Linked DNA regions of Zea mays: region 1 is linked to region 2. Evidence: chromatin contacts called from public Hi-C data. All regions are on one chromosome and are shown on one strand. Each heading gives the region's core, a stretch centred on a gene start, on an enhancer-like site or on the middle of the called end of the contact. The rest is flanking DNA. Distances are from core to core; before and after follow the strand shown.

Evidence for each region. A called contact is a pair of places that touch in the nucleus more often than the background predicts.
Region 1: a contact with region 2 is called in a Hi-C map of endosperm, with 2.8 times the contacts expected there. The contact joins the promoter of LOC100282834 here to the promoter of LOC100280715 in region 2. A contact is called at or near these places in 5 of 25 Hi-C or Micro-C datasets (ear, endosperm, leaf and 1 more).

The regions. Positions count from the first base shown.
Region 1 is chr1:14,505,407-14,508,106 of Zm-B73-REFERENCE-NAM-5.0, reverse strand. It overlaps LOC100282834 (PP2Ac-5 - Phosphatase 2A isoform 5 belonging to family 2), which reads left to right and starts at 1,430. Exons shown (of 11, transcript NM_001155740.1): 1 at 1,430-1,649; 2 at 2,363-2,419. The coding sequence starts at 1,557. It overlaps LOC100281098 (kelch motif family protein), which reads right to left and starts at 1,048. Exons shown (of 2, transcript NM_001154017.2): 1 at 754-1,048. The coding sequence starts at 819.
Region 2 is chr1:14,215,068-14,217,767 of Zm-B73-REFERENCE-NAM-5.0, reverse strand. LOC100280715 (40S ribosomal protein S28) reads right to left here and starts at 1,275. Exons shown (of 2, transcript NM_001153634.2): 1 at 1,165-1,275; 2 at 14-358. The coding sequence starts at 357. The coding sequence ends at 160. It overlaps LOC100194231 (putative bifunctional inhibitor/LTP/seed storage protein family), which reads right to left. Exons shown (of 3, transcript NM_001352340.1): 2 at 2,686-2,700; 3 at 2,135-2,585. The coding sequence ends at 2,425.

The DNA.
Region 1 (2,700 bases), core at 181-2,680, 290 kb before region 2:
TATGAAATGTCTTCTGTCCTTAAAAACTCCATGTGAAGACATGATTCCTATTTCCTAAAGAAGGGCAGACCTAGTGTAGTGGTGAGAGCTGTCTCATTGCATCAGATCACAGATTCAAAGCAATATCTTCGCAATTTATGAGAGAAGGTTTGCCTCGGTTTATCCCTTCTGCAGACCTCCGGCATTGGGTCTGCCACTTTTTTATAGACATCATTTTTAACTAAAGATTTAAGACCTGTGGCTCATGAGCAGTCTAGAGTATAGATAGGGCAATGAGACTATCTTAGCTAGTAGCTAGAAATTTTCTAAGTTCAGTCCGTTGTTACTAAACTGAGGACGACTTCGTGGCAAGTGGGGCCAATATAAAATGCAGTAGATGTTATAGTGATACTCATTTGGTTCCTTAACAATAAAGTGGCATATCCACGCCGCAGCTAACAATACTCAAGGCAAAAACAGTAAGGAAACTAACCGCTAGAAGATGCGTTCCATGGACAACTGGATCTAGACTCCCAAACCAAGCCCTAAAGGACCCAAACCGAGACATCCAAGTTCCAACAATCCCCAAAGCTCGTAATCCTCCAAGCCTTACGCACAAGAACGCCAGATTCAAGAAGAAAGGTCTAGGCCTCAAGTGAAAGGTGGCGCGTTTGGCACAGGAACCACCATCTGTGAGCTAACCTACATCTCTCGCAGCTAGGAGGCGCGCGTGCTAATCGAGGCCAAGAAAGGTGGGAGTGGAGCCGAGCTCACCAGTGGGACACGGACGCGGATACCCCCCGCACGCCGCGGCGGGGCGTCTCCGGCGGCCGCACGCATTGCGGATCGAGAAGAGTGGACGAGGAACACCCTCGAACTTGGCCTTCCTCTTCAGTCTCCACGAAGGTTTCCCCCTCTTGAACCAAAACCCAACGAGCAAAGAGGAGCGCAACCGCACAGGTGGCTCCCCTTCAAACGAGCAGTAGCTTTGACTCGAAAATCAGTCTCAGATGCGTTCTCCCCAGATCAGGCGACTAGGCACTAGGGATTGGTTTGCAGTCGCAAGCTCAATTTGGTCGGCAGACCGCAGATGAACTTCACCTCCGACTCGTGGGCCCGTTACCGGAGTCCTCTCGGCACAAGATGTGACTGAAAGATGGCCCCATGAAAGACGGGACCACCAAGTCAGTGACCCATTCTAACTCACGACACAACGCCCTGACAGGTGGGGTCCTGTGGGCCCCGGGTGACCTTCATCTTTCGGTCCTCGCTCCACGTTGCCCACAATGATCTGGCCCACTGACAGCGTGGACCCATACACCGACCAACTCCGAACCACTTGCCACGGCGCACGCGGCATGGAGCGAGCGGGCCCATATGTGGAGCAGGGAGGCCCACCTGGCGAGCGGGCTTCCCGATCAATCTCTCCAGCCTCTTTCTCGGATCCCCCCTCCCCGATTTCCTTCCCCACTCTGTCAGTCTAGTGCCCCGCGCGCGCTCTCTCGCCGCCTCGCCGCCGGCGACGAGCTTGAGCTCGAGCTCGAGCTGGTTTCTCGTATCGAAGACGCGGCCGCGGTATGGATCCCATGAACGTAGACAACGGCGGCTGCGGCGGCCTTGACGCGCAGATCGAGCAGCTGATGCAGTGCCGCCCGCTCGCCGAGCAGGAGGTGAGATCCAGTCCAGCTATACCCCCGTTCCATTCGGGTTTCCAGTTCGCTGGTTTGTATTTCGCGGTGTGATCTGCCGAATGATAAGACTGCCTTTGATCTGTTGCAAGGGCACGCTTAGGGTTTCTCGCCTTCTCTTCGGTGCACTGTTTGGTTGGAAGTGTGATCCGGTGTTCCGGTGGTTTGGGGGATATTTGAACCTCTTTTGGTATCTGGTGATTCGTTGGCATAGAGTGATGGTCTAGTGTGTAGTTTGTGCCTAGAGAGTGCAGCTTCGAATCATTCCGAATGTTGTGATTCAGATTTGATTCGTGTTAATAGATCTCCTTTTGTTCTCGCAGAAAAGTAGCACAAAAATGGAAAGCTGCATCTATTGTGATCTTCCAATTTAATCAAACTCAGACAAATATTTAGGGTGTGATAGTACAAACACTTATTTGCTCTGTTTTCAAGTCGTCCAACTAATCACGATTAATCGTTCAAGTCGGTTTGGACCCAAACCAATCGCGATTAATCGCCCAAGTTGTGCGACTAATAGTGATTAATCACGATTAAATGATTAATCATCCAAATCGGCCAGCCAGACTTGAAAACAATGCTTATTTGGTGGTTGCGTGCTATGTTTCCGCTTGGCCAAAAGAAGGGATACTTGGTGCATAGATGTGCAGGACTAACATTATTGGAATCGGCATAATGACTCCCACATATTTCAGGTTAAGGCCCTGTGCGAGAAGGCCAAGGAGATATTGATGGAGGAAAGCAACGTTCAGGTAAGCTGTGCTGGCAGTTTACCTCTCACTGATGGCTGGGTATTTTTCACAGTTTCACTCTAGGTGTAGGAGGTACCTATATTGATTGTTCCAAATGCTGTTGAACTAGTAGTATAATGTTTGCCATTGCATCGAATGAAGAACATTGTTTAATGTTTATTGTGATGCTCCATTTTGGTTGGCCCTTATTGTCGTACTATGTATCAATGATGTTATGATTAAGGAGTTGAACTTTGAATCTTTCAGTCTTGTCGCTTTCATTTTGATCGATAGATTCAGTG
Region 2 (2,700 bases), core at 26-2,525:
CTCAACCGGATCATAAAAAACCAAACTGCAATCTTATCACCAGGCTCACAAATAATCATACAAGGCAGGTGTTTTGAAGGTCATACCAAAGTTTGACAAACATAGCACAATTAGATGACATCCAACTCCATACGAAAACTACCAATACACTATTCCGCCTCAACGCAGCCTCCTAGCCTCCCTCTCAGACTCGAGCAGTGTGAGGATGTCTCCCTCGCGAACCGGTCCCTTGACGTTCCTCATGATGAGACGGTTCTGGTCATCCAAGAACTTCACTCTGACCTGGGTAACCTGACCCCTGGAGCCGGTCCTTCCCATCACCTTCACCACAACAGCAAGCTTCACTTGGGTGTCCATACTGCACTTGTAGAAAGCATTTGTCAGTTGTCAAGGTGAATCAGGCCCTTTGTTCACAAAGTTCCTCAAATCACAGCTTTGAAGTAGAAACTGGCAAACAAATTAACAACATTACACAAACAAAAAACAAACTAGGAAAAAGAACACGCTCCATCTGGTGTCCAGCAGATTGCCTTTGCAGTATGAAAGAGAAGTGAAGTTCACAGGTTCTTGCTATGGCACAGTCCAAACTATTACCATCACCTTGCAGTCGGTAGGTTCTCCAAGAATGCTTGCCTGTTGTGGGCAATGCGCTAAGAAATAACTGTCCTTCACGATGTTCGATGCTTAATTAGACAAACCTACTGATCAGCTTTATTCACGGACTACATTTAAACCTGGAGACCCCTCAAAGTTCTACCACAAAGTCTCTACAGATCACATGAATAAGCAAGAACAGATTCCTGGTCACACAGCGCAGCATCCAACATTCAGAAGGAACAAAATCAGAGCTACCTACTCATCCATCACGTAGTAGCCATGGCACGAGAGAGAAAAAAACAGCTTAACACCAGAAGATTCAGGGCGCTCATACAACAACAACCAAGTCTCCCCAACTGTCAAAGATTTTATTCGCTGTACGCTGTCAGCCTTTTCGCTCAATGAAAATAACTAATGTGAAGCTTTGCTCCCCCGAATTGATAAAAAAAGTCTGGCAGACATGAAAGTGGTACTACAGTAACAAATGAATAAACACGCGACACAGCATAAAGCCTGCAGCTACGGCATATAACAGGGATGGATACACTGGAGATATAAGATGATCACCTCTCGCTTCTCGCGCAGAGTCGCGGACGGAGGACGACGGGCTTACGAAGGAAACCGGGGCGGCGGCGGCGATGACAGCACTGGAGGAGGAAGGAAACCCTAGGCCTATATATAACAAAAGTAGTGGGGTTTGCACTTTGTAGCTGAGCCCAGGGCCCCAGGCTGCCCTGGACGGGAACGGGACGCGCTGGCTGCCATTGCGCTAGACCGTCTGGGTGGGCGTGGGCCTCATCGAAAGCCAACTCGTGCGTTGGATTCAGTGTGGGCCGGACCGAGTTTCAGGCGTGACATGAATCATGATTGGCAGTTTCCAAAGGCCGGCCCGTTACGGCCCACGGAGACTGCTCGCGTCATTGCGCGCGTGCAAGCGCAATGGCAGTGCCTGTCGCATGTTGTGTCCTGAACTATCGACAATTCGACATAAAGTTCACGTGGCACCAAATTAATCAAAACCAGAAAAAACATGAATTCAGGTGTGTTTGATTGGGATGACAGAATGAAATAAGATAAGACGATCTTATAAATAATGTTGTTTGTTCAGAGTCAGAAGTTAGAATAAGACTATCTTAGTGTTGTTTCTCACAATTGGAGGGACGAGAAAAGACGACAAGGGACGTTTATATTCTGTTTGTCCTTAGCTGTCCCACAACCAAACCTTAGCTGTCCCGTAACCAAACGCATCCCTACGGCCTTGTTCGTTTGTGTCGGATTGCACCCGGAATCGTTACAACTAATCAAAGTTTATATAAATTAGAGAAGCAATTCGGTTAGAAATCGTTCCGACCCACCAATCCGGCACAAACGAACAAGGCCTAAATGGACGGACTAAGTCTCGCCTAAATGGACGGACTAAGTCTCGGTAACCGTTTCCTAGCTTTAAGAATCTAGAGATGTGATACGGCTTACCAAGTTTAAGAACCGCAGATGTATTTTACATCGACATTCGTACATTACTAAGATCTATCCCATTAACCGTGTCACGAGTGGAAGTTCTCTTGGCTGATCAAATGTTCAGATAAAACAGCAGTGCCAAGAACAAAAAGGATCAGCAGCCAGATGAGAGGTAAGGTACTGCTGATACCCCATCGCCTTAGCTTAGCTTAACCCATGCCCTAACATCTCGTACCCATAGCATAACAGGAACACACAGTGCAACTACTACAACAACAAGGACACCAGCAGCAAATTGTCTGTCACGTCACGTACTAGAAAGAACAACAACACATCAAATCCTACTGGTGGCACAACTTGACAGAGGGTCTAGAACGAGCTAGGCGACAGCTCTGGCACGAGCAGGAGGAGGTAGCCGGCGAGCAGCACCGCGAGTGCAGCACCGGCGGTCGCCGCCGAGGAGGAGACGCCGCGTCCGGTGGTCGCCTGCAGCGCGCGGGAGTCGGTCGTCGCCGTCGAGTTGTCCTTGGCTGCAAAAGGACAGACAAGAGAGTGGTCTCAGATCGAAAAGGAAACGTCAAATGAACGAAGAGCAACGAGGAGGCAGTGGAGGTAGAGAGGCAGGCTGACCTGGAGCGGCAGTGG